2 separate regions of the Gossypium raimondii genome follow, and region 1 is linked to region 2. Evidence: chromatin contacts called from public Hi-C data. All regions are on one chromosome and are shown on one strand. The core of a region is the stretch at or near the end of the contact, and the rest is flanking DNA. Distances in the headings are between cores, read along the strand shown. Region 1 holds the start of LOC105772849 (G-type lectin S-receptor-like serine/threonine-protein kinase B120). Region 2 holds the start of LOC105774367 (hypothetical protein).

Region 1 (5,273 bases), core at 2,131-4,630, 190 kb after region 2:
GTTTCGTAGGCATGGGGAGCGTGGGAGTTTCACTCTCGAGCAATAACACCACAGCCGCCATTGTTGGTCTATGCACTGCAGAATCTTGCACGCACAGCATCCCTATATGTATACATTTCAACACTTCATTTGGAGAGCATGTATCTCGAATGGAAGGATCCACCAAATCCATCGCTTTATCTTCACTCCAAAGACGCCATGCCTGAAGCCAGTTCCCAATCAAATCAATATATATTTCAGCTTCAGCAGTAGCAGATAAGAACAAATGAATGCTTTTTCTTTTTAAACTTACATATGAGAGAAGACTAGTGTGGTCAGATGAGCGAAAGGTAGTATTCCTTTGGCCACTAACAATCTCTAACAATAATACCCCAAAGCTGTAAACATCTGATTTTACTGAAAAGAGGCCTTCCATTGCATATTCAGGTGACATATATCCACTGCATTTTAAGAAAAGAGGCGATTAGATATGTCTAAAGCTATTGAAATTGTTTGAGAGTTGGGCTTCCGGTTTTAACATGTAGCGATTGCTTACTATGTGCCAACTACTCGAACTGTATTTGCTTCATTTTGGTTACCCTGAAACATTCTGGCCATACCAAAGTCTGAAATTTTTGGATTCATTTCTGCGTCTAACAAAATGTTGCTGGCTTTTAAGTCTCTATGTATTATTCGGAGTCTTGAATCTCGATGGAGATAAAGAAGTCCTCTTGCGATGCCTTCGATAATGTCCAGGCGGGATCTCCAGCCTAGCTCTGCTTTCTTGGTTGCATCTGCCAGAAAGTTTATCAGGAAGCAACCGTTAGCACAATCAAACAACTACAAAGCCTAATAAATTATGACAGACAACTACACAAACCTCTAAACAAGGATAACAAGGAACATACCAAAAAGAAGATTGTCCAAACTTTTATTGGGCATATACTCATAAATCAGCAGCTTTTCTTCCCCTTGAATGGAGCAGCCCAATAGTCTAACAAGATTTCTATGTTGCAGTCTGGCTATCAAGATAATTTCAGTTTTGAACTCCTCTAAGCCTTGCCCGGAGTTTCCTGAAAGCCTCTTCACTGCTATTTCTTTACCTCCAGGAAGCTCTCCCTAGGGATAAAAACATAAACAGTAACCGTCATTACCTTCGATTCAATTCAATAACATTACACACATTTTTTTTTTTAACTAAACTAAAGAAGCTCACCTTGTATACAGCACCAAAACCTCCTTGCCCAAGTTTGTTTCCTTCATAAAAGTTCTTTGTTGCAGCAGCCACAACACCGAAATTAAAAATTGGTAACTCTGGCCCATTATCTTGATTCTCATCTATAAGGATGTCAGATGGTCCTGAAAGATCTGCTGAAAATTCTTTTCTTTTGGACTTGGACACATCGAAAATTGCTACATCCTTGTCTTTGCAACATGGCATTGATGAAACTGCAGACAAACTGGAAATATGAATACCCTCTTTCCTTTTCTTTTCTTATTTTCCTTTGAGGGAGAAAAGTACTCACCTTTCACTTTCTTCTTGTATCTCCATAGTAGCCATAGAGATGCCACCAAGAAACTTGCCACCACCACACAAATTATAACTATCACAAGATTGGATATCTTCCTCCCGCCATCTACAATTCAAGTGAGAAAAAGAAGGGTGTTAGTATATGTTGTACACATATCTGATATAGGTAAAGATCCTCTAGTAGCAGAGTCAAATTTGCTTCATATTTAGTCAGCTAATAGAGACAGAAGAATCAATGTTAAAACGAGTGTATGGTCTTAGCCATTTTTGTTAACATCATTCAGCTCACTAGAAGCTTAGTTTGAAGTACCAATATCCCTAGAATTATGACCCCATATCTGATATAGGTAAAGGGCAAGGCGTGGGAATCAAAAGGAAAAAATGCAGAAACTTTAGAACTACTCTATGATAAAAATGAGCTAGCTAAAAACTTCTAATGGACCAGATCTTACCTAATTCAGAATGATGGAGGCGATAGAAGAACAGGAAATTCCCAGCTTGCTGAAATTGCTGAAAATGCTGCATATCGATCAAGTCCCCTGTCCATACCATGCATCTAATCCCAGTAACAAATGCATATGCTTTACATTGACAATTTTCTAAGCATCTCTTTCCACAAGCCTCTGTGTTCTCCTCAGATGGCAACAAGGTTGCTAAATCAGGTAACTTGGTGCACTTGAGTTTCTTAAATCCATCTGGTTTACCATTTTCCCGAGATGTACGATTCGTGCTTTGGCATTGCAGTTGGATCTTACGTTCACACCCAGCTGACCAGTTCTCTTGATCCCACTGATCTTTAAACTTTGGTTTAAACCCTTCTAAACAATTACAGATTCGACGAGAATTTGAGCGGTCACAAGTCGCATAATTCCCACAATAATTATAAAGCTCACATTTATTATCAGGGTCAGGCTCTGATTGCAGAGGTAGCCACTTCTTCTTATCATCATCCCACTTTAACTGCCGTTCTTTACCTTCCCAGGATATCACAAATCTAAATAAATCTTGGGTTGGTGGCTTGTATGTAATATACATGGTCCCAGTTTCATCAGGCAAAGAAATTTTGAAGCCGTGGAAGGAACTAACATTATTACTCATATAGGGGATCCCTATGAAGAACTGCAGATTCCATTGCCCACTTCTCCACCGCCTTCCCTCTTTACCCCATATCACTATCTGTTGTCCTCCATTAGGATCAACGCCCATGCTGTAGTTCCCTGGTGAAGGATCAGTGGCTGATTTCCATGATCTGTAAGGATTGGACACACCTATTTTTGAACTCACTGGAACTCTCATTCCTGGCAAAAACGTATCAGTTGGGTTACTGAAACTCTGCCATAAGGCAGTATTAGCATCACTATCATCAATACTATCATTTCTTGATAGAACGAAATTTCCAGTATTATGGAGTCTTGCTGCAGTGTTGTTTGCCGAACTTGTAACTGGAGCTAACCAGACTAATTTGTTATTTCCATCGCGGAGTACTAATTTGCCATCAACTTCAATCCTCAAAACTCCATTTCTGTCTGATATTGGACTTTTTCTGTTGGCAACCCAAACAACTGCTTTCTGATCAAACGTGTACCATATCCCCACATATCTAGATGTGGAGTTTACAGGACTGAAAAATCCTAGTTGAAAATAATTATTCTCCGATTTCAAACTGTGGCCATCTCTTATTGTTTCGCCTTGCCTGATTGTATCATTAACCGCACGGCAAAACTGAGCAAAAGAAAACAGTAGAAAAGTTAATGAAGCCAGAAGAAGAACAACTGGGTTTCTTTTATGAGTTCCCATATCATAGTCTAAGAAAATTTCAGAGACTAAGAAATGGAAAATGGTTGGGAATTAAGAAGAGAAAGATTTAAAGGGCAGACTTGTTGCAGTAAACGAAACCAGGAAGACAATTTGGACTTCTAAAACCTGCAAAAACCAAAACGAAGAACTTAGGAAGTTTCTTAAATGTCAAAATCACACGTTAAAGCTTACTTTAGGCAGGGAAATTTAATGACAAATCAGAGAACGCTGACTGATTAGGTGGTGGCTAATGAAATTTGAGCATTAGTTTCCACGTGCCTTTTACAAGCTCTGAACCCAAGGTGTTGAAATTTATCTTTACAGTGAAAATTCATCGACCTCAATATGTTTCACAGCCTACAAGCATTAAATTCATAGTAATATATAAATCATAATAATTTTTGGATTGAAGTATAAGTTTAAAATGGAATGAAAATCATAATAATTTTTGGATTGAAGTATAAGTTTAAAATGGAATGAAGTTAACATTCTTATTTTCACATTATAAAACTGTTGTCAAATAACATGTTGCAGAAGCAATAATGACCCATCACCAACTTCATTGAGTTGAAACAAGTCCAATTATGAATAACAACTTTTAGCAAAATTATTGTAGTATATATTGTTAATATTTACCCAAATTATAAAAAGAATTTCATTAACTGATGTTTTTAACCAAATATTAAAATTTATTTAATTATAATTTTTAATGGCATATTACATTTTATCAAATTAACTGATAAAGCAAATTTGTTTATAAGGTTGAATCCTTGAAACTTTAAATTATTTAATTTAATTAATTTAAATTAAATTTTGATTCTAATAAAATAGTGGTAACCTAAAAAATAAATTATTTATATATTTTACAATTTTTATTTATACTAAAAAGTTTATTATAGGCGCATGTGTCACGGGCCAAAGTGCAAAGCCCGTGACCATGGCACAATATGCAACCCACGGAGGTCCATTGATAAGATGGGGAACATTTAGCCCACGAGAACTGGCCCGATTCAAGGAATTAATGGAGAAGCCTGTCAGATTGAAGCCTGGTTGGCCCGATGATGAAGACATGGCAACTTAGGCTAATTTTGGTAACTAATCTTAAAAGATAGAGAGAATCATATCTTGTAAAGATTAGATTAGATTTGATATGGCAAATCTTGTAAATCCCTAAAATCAAGGGATATAGTGAATCTCGTCCGTCGATGTAAATGTATCTTGACCGTCGGTTTTGGGGGAGCTCAACTATAAATAGAGAGCCTCCCCCTCATTTGTACTCATCCATTGTAAGGTGAATTCTTAAGAGTAATAGAATTCCTTCAGCATTTACTCAAACACTTTATGTGCATTCCTTCTTTGGTTTTCTGTTGTTCTTTTGTAGCTTCTTTTGGCACAATCGCTTCCGCTATACAAATTGGTGCCTTGGAAGAGTTCTAATGAATCCTCACTTTTGGGTGTAAAGGCTGACTTAGGCGAGTTTGGAGCAAACGGATCGCCTAAGGCCGCACGGTTTGCGAGACATAAGGTTTAGCCCCGTGACAAGTGGTATCCGAGCCAAGTTTTGAACCAAGTGATATTCGAGTTGGTTCGAAGGCACCGTTGGGATGTCAAAAGAAGTCATTAGTCAGAGTGAGCCAATGGAGACCCGTGGGGGGGCCAGAAAAGCTAGTCGCTCAAGGGAAATGCTGACAGCTTTGGAAAATCGAGTGGTCAATCTCGAGGAATCCGTAGGGAACGTGAAAGAGACGCTTGAATTGGTCGAGGGACGCACAGATAGGTTTGACTCAATGGAGGAGCAACTTAGAGATTTTGTGTTGGATTCTCTCGATGCTAATAGGGAAAAGATGAATGAATTAGTAGAGTCCACTGCGGAAAAGCTGGTAGAGAGGGATGAAGCTCTCGAGGATATGGCGTTAGCCATGAAGAAAGAAATAGATGAGCTCAAAGGGGAGCTCGCGATCTACAA
Region 2 (5,568 bases), core at 2,774-5,273:
GCTGGAACTCCCATCCTAAACTATTTTCAAGCAGCTCTTTTAATTTCCTTGTCTGCAAAATTCACATATATTGAAACTCAGGATTTTCACTTCACATAATTTACTTATACCGCCGCTTGCAAATAAATAATTGCAGGGACTCAAAGTCATCCACATTCTCCCATCGATACTAGCCAAATCACCCAAGGATTTTAAGGGTTTTCATATACACACGTTCAGCGGTCTTTATATTTAACAATCAGGTTTAATTAGTTAAAGATTGAAGATAAAAGGTAGTATATGAATAATAAGCCTAGTCTCCATTTGTCACCATTGACTCCTTTTAAGAGGAGGAAAAAAAGGAAAGGGATAACTATACTGGAAGAAATAGGTGAAGTGTAAAACCTTTCTAGTTAAGTAACATGTTTTGGCAAGTATAAAATTGGTAAGAATTGAAACGTAGAAAAGCCAGGCTTAGAACACATACCCATGAGAGAAGATCTCCATCAACAATCTGAAGCATCTTGCACTAACGAAAAGAAATCTCGTGATTCCACCATCAAACTACTTATCAATTTTGGTGTAGGCTAATGTTCTTGAAAAATGGTTACTTTAAAGTTAGGTACAAATTAAACAATAAGCCGGTGATCCTATTTCTAACTAAATGCGAACTTGACAAAAGATGTAGGTTTCAACTATTTTTGGAAAAATAATCATGCTAACAATCGTCAAGACAACTACACATCTAAAAATCATGAAACTACCTTACAAAAGCGGTCGTAAAGCTATCGAAGAAAACCATGAATCATCTAATAATGCTGATGTCCCCGCTCTCCAACACTACAATCTTTCAAGTCCATATTTTAGATATTAACACTAAACTATAAACATCAAGATAGGAAAAAGGGCATCATGTGTTGTTGACAGACGACATATTTGAAACTAAGAGAGAAAAAGATAGCTCCAATTCAAGATGCATAAACTTGAATGGAATAGCAAATATTTGTTGATCTAGGCATCTGACTCTTACCATAATGTGCGTAATTATATAGTTAAGGCAAATTTACCCAAAAAGGATCCCAGACAAAGAAACGATAAATTGAGAAAATTACCTTTGTGAACAATTGACTCTGTTTGAAAAGGTGCAAAATATATACAACGGAAAAGTCAAGGCCAAATAAAATAACAAATCCATTTGCTATATACTAGCATTAAGTAATTTAAAAATGAAAACAAGCCAAACAGTTGAATATACATGAAGGGAGGAAACGTAAGCCTTTTGAAAAAATGGAACTAATAAAACATTTATGCAGCAGACAGAATGTTCGGTGATAGCATGGTTTTTGTGCATCCAAGGTCAGACCTAGGATCTCTTACCAATAAAATTTTCCAAAATTTTCCAGATGAAGGTGTTGATTGTTCAAGAGTGTGGTTTAACTCCAATCCTCATCAAGCATTGGTTGTCTATTCAGGATGCTAAAAGTTCAATCGGCAGAAACTGAGCAAATCGGCAGAAAAGAAAGGAAAAGAAACAGAGGGAGAAAATTGGCAGAAAAGAAAAGAAAATAAACAAAGGAACAGAGGGAGCAAATCGGCAGAAAAGAAACAGAGGGAGCAAATCGGCAGAAGCTAGAAGGAACAGAAGAGAAACAAAGGGGAAGCCAATGGGAGGGTAAAATAGGGAGGGTAACTGAAGCGGCACCTAATCTGGGCAAAAGGGAGGGATTAGAAATCGGTGGATTTCACCGATTAGGTCAGTTATGTATTACGGGTGTATTAGCAATACCATGAACCAAACAATGGAATAAATGGGGATTAAGTGGGGCCCACAGCCAATACACCCAACCAAACATGGTGTAAGTGTGTGGATGATGAGATTGGTGATGAATCTTGGTTCTAATATGGTTTCTAAGAGGTGTTCTTACAAGAAAATAAAGAAAATTAAATGGTGGAAAAATTTAAGTGAAAATGTGTAGGGAAGAAGAGAAATGAAAGATGGAAGCTTTTCTTTTCTTCGGTAGGTTGGTTCAAGAAGAAAATAGCGTTGTTTCATCTTTTAGTTTTACAAAAATAATATAATATTGGGTCAAAAGGTCAAAGATGACAACTTTTGGCCAAAATAAATCCTTTTAATGCAACAAGAATTATAAATATCCAAATCTGTTTTCATCATCTCGTACTCTCACAAATACTAATAGTTAAAATCATATTTAGGCCCATCGAGAGCAAAATTACTATCCGGTTCTCAATGATAGCAATCATCCAATAAATTTGGCCAAGTGTTACGTAAACTTTAGTATTTTTCTTTTACTCACAAGAAAGTGGTAAAACGAGTGCTTAGTTACTTACAGCACATTGCCCATCATGGCCTCCATGTCAATTTTGATGTGGATTGGTCAACTGAAGACCAATTCTTTTAGTTGATATTTTATCCTTTGATTTAATTTTTCTGTTTTTATTATACATATTTGATTGAATAAATCAAATATCTAATTTAAAACGTGTATGATATTGGTAACTCCATAAGCTTTCTCAAGTTGTAGTCATCAAGCTTGAGTGATTGTTTATATCATTGTCCGAAAATCAATTGTTAAACATGGACAATCTTTATTTATTTGAGGCAAGACCAGAACATAATGAAAGCATTTTCTTCGAGTATCATCTGCAATTTTACAGATTTTACAGCAAGTATATTGCTTAAAACATTTGAAAAGGAAGTTCTTGGAATTATTCAGCAACAACTAAAATTAATACCGACCACGGATTATGGATCTAGTGGGAAAATCACCAGGACTTATTTACAGATGGAATTGTTCATACTGCTACATGTTTCCTTCTAAAACAAGGAAACTAATTCAACCATGAATGTTCCTCTTGATACTCCATCTGCCTTGATATAAGTTGTCCCTGATAATGCCTTTCGTAATTGAAGATTGGGTTCTCGTAAATACCTCCATTGCCCCATCTTTCACCATAAGGATACGAATTACCAAAAAGATAGTCTGCAGTCTCCTCCCATGGGCAGTTTACTCCTTGAGGACCATAGCAATTTCGATACTCGTTCTCTCTCTTTGCACGATCCAGGCAGGGCCAGTAACCAAACAAACTTTCACAAAGGTCCATTGCTTCTAAGCCATACCCTGGAGGGATTTGAGACACTCTCTTTTCATATTCAGCACCATTAGCATCTCCAATAGCTACATTTCTATTAGAAGGGTAACCATCAGTGTAACTTTCCTTAATCTCTTCACCTTGATACGACTCTAAAGGCTTGCCATTAGAATCCACATTAACAGCTTCATTACTTCCCTGGGTTTGCTGCTCTTGGTCTTTGACTGTGGCTGTTTTGCTTCCATTGCTAGGTTTTTCTACAAGTTTATCAACTCCTTTCCCATAAGGCGACTCTATAGACCCATAAGAAAAGGTTTTCAAGGATTGATCATTCGGATCCCCTGATGAACGTGGATAACATATTCCCTCGGAAGGGGGCAGGGGTTTGCCATATGTTGCATCAAGATCATAACCACCGCCATAAGGCGTTGGATCATACTCTTCAAATTCAGGCTCATTGAACTCTGAGACAGAATATGAGACAATTAAACGAGTCTTTACAGTACCATAATCTTCACCATAAGGGTCTAGGGAATACTCAACATAGTTAGGGTCACTGAAAGTATACGAAGAGTATGCAACAGTCGAGCGACCAATTTCAGGATCACAAGCACCATAACATGGAGCTGAATCGTATTGGAAAGAATTGTAATCCTTGTATGCATAGCCATAGCTAGAATGAGCTTCTAAGTCTTGTGATGAAACATAATCATGGCTACTATCATAATAAGGAGTTTGATGATACTCACCAGAATTAGCTTCATAATAATAGTTGGAGCTGTAATAGGCCATTACAGGTTCATCAAATCTCAAACCTGATTTTTCAAGAAAAAAGAACAAATGTTACTCAATTTGCAGTGAGAAGGGGAGGGGGTCCTTCTTGCAAATTGCTTGAGTCACCGACTATGTATCTAGATTTATCATTAAAATATCTACCACATAGCCTTTATCTTATGAGGAGAGAGATAAAGTTTATGCACATGTGAGGAGAATTGTGAAATTGTACTTTGGTAACTACCGCTTAACTTTGTTTTATTTTTATTTTTTTATTTCAACAAAGAAAAGGGAAAAAGAAATCAATTATCACAAACATGAAAACCCAACATTGTAACTTCAATGGTAAAACAACCATATAGGTTATTGTATTAAGAAATAGATTTTTTTATTTTTTTATTTAAAAAAAAGATAAATTAGTCCCTATAGTTAGATCAAAAAGTAAATTAGTCATTCTATTAAAAATTTTATCCATTTCTATTGTTAAAAATTGGTCATTTATATAAGTGTGAGGTACACGCGACATGTCATATGTCATTGTTTGGTTGTTTTTTCTGTCATACCAGTTTTTATTAGGAATGAGTAAAACTTGATTCGACTCAAAAAATTGAAAAAAAAAATTTAAATTTTGAGTTATTCAATTTTTTTAGTCAACTCGAATAAGTTATTCAAATTCCGAGTTCAAGTCGAGTTGAATTTGAATAACTTGAATAATTCAAATAACTCAAATAACAGATTGGTGTAAATACCCCTTTGATCCCTATCAATTTTGAAATTGAACAAATTGATCTTTCTCAACAAAAATTAAAAAAGAAGAAGTTCAAAATAAGTTTTATAATTCAAAATATTTATAAATATTTCATATTTCATATTTTGAAAAAACTCTAAAAATAAAGAATATATATAAAAATGTTTTTAAAAAAGTTGGACCTAAATAAGTAAATTAACTATTTAAGTTTATCATACTAAAAATATCCTCTCTTTTTCTCTTATTTTATATTTAAGTAATTGTTTTTGGTTTTGAATTTATATGCTCTAACATTGAATTAGTTATATTGTAACAAGATTTTAACTTGACATGTTTAATTTTTAATTTAACTCGAACAATTTCACTCGATTCATCTTGACTCGATTCGGAAAAAAATTCAAATCAAGTTAGGATGATAAAATGGGACTCGTCAACTCAAATAACTTGAAATATTTGACTCGATTTGATCGAATGCTCACCTCTAGTTTTTATCAGTATAAATGGATGAATTTTTTAACAAAAAAGACGAGTTTACTTTTTGATCTAATATATATGAATTAAATTACCCCTTTTTTTTAAGTAGAGAGGCAATATACAATCTAACACCTAATACCGGTGACCTCTATGATATTTTTCCCATTGGCTCATTTCACTTTCAATTGCTGAAATAAGAAATGTCAAAATCACATAATTGAAAGCACTACTTTTCTCACCAGCACTAAATCCCCAAACAAGCCTAACAAAATAGAGTGTGAAAGGTTTTGGATGTTTTGCAAAGAAATGGCGAGGGAGTGTAGCTGCCATGTCCCATCCTGTACCTAAATATGATAAGAATGAATTTGGTTATCTTGTTGTTCTCATATCTAAATTCTAATTTTCATGGGTCCAAAATTGACAATAAAAAATCAAAGTGATGACAGTCAAAATACCTGTAAGAAAACAAGATCCTTAATCTG

Evidence for each region. A called contact is a pair of places that touch in the nucleus more often than the background predicts.
Region 1: a Hi-C map of leaf shows a contact between it and region 2, with 3 times the contacts expected there. The contact joins the promoter of LOC105772849 here to the promoter of LOC105774367 in region 2. A contact is called at or near these places in 2 of 2 Hi-C or Micro-C datasets (both in leaf).

What each region holds. Positions count from the first base shown.
Region 1 is chr6:37,105,927-37,111,199 of ASM2569854v1, forward strand. It overlaps LOC105772849 (G-type lectin S-receptor-like serine/threonine-protein kinase B120), which reads right to left and starts at 3,381. Exons shown (of 7, transcript XM_012594320.2): 1 at 1,963-3,381; 2 at 1,506-1,616; 3 at 1,196-1,428; 4 at 888-1,098; 5 at 536-773; 6 at 293-440; 7 at 1-202. The coding sequence starts at 3,307.
Region 2 is chr6:36,910,769-36,916,336 of ASM2569854v1, forward strand. It overlaps LOC105774367 (hypothetical protein), which reads right to left and starts at 4,024. Exons shown (of 1, transcript XM_052632999.1): 1 at 2,567-4,024. The coding sequence starts at 3,882. The coding sequence ends at 2,830.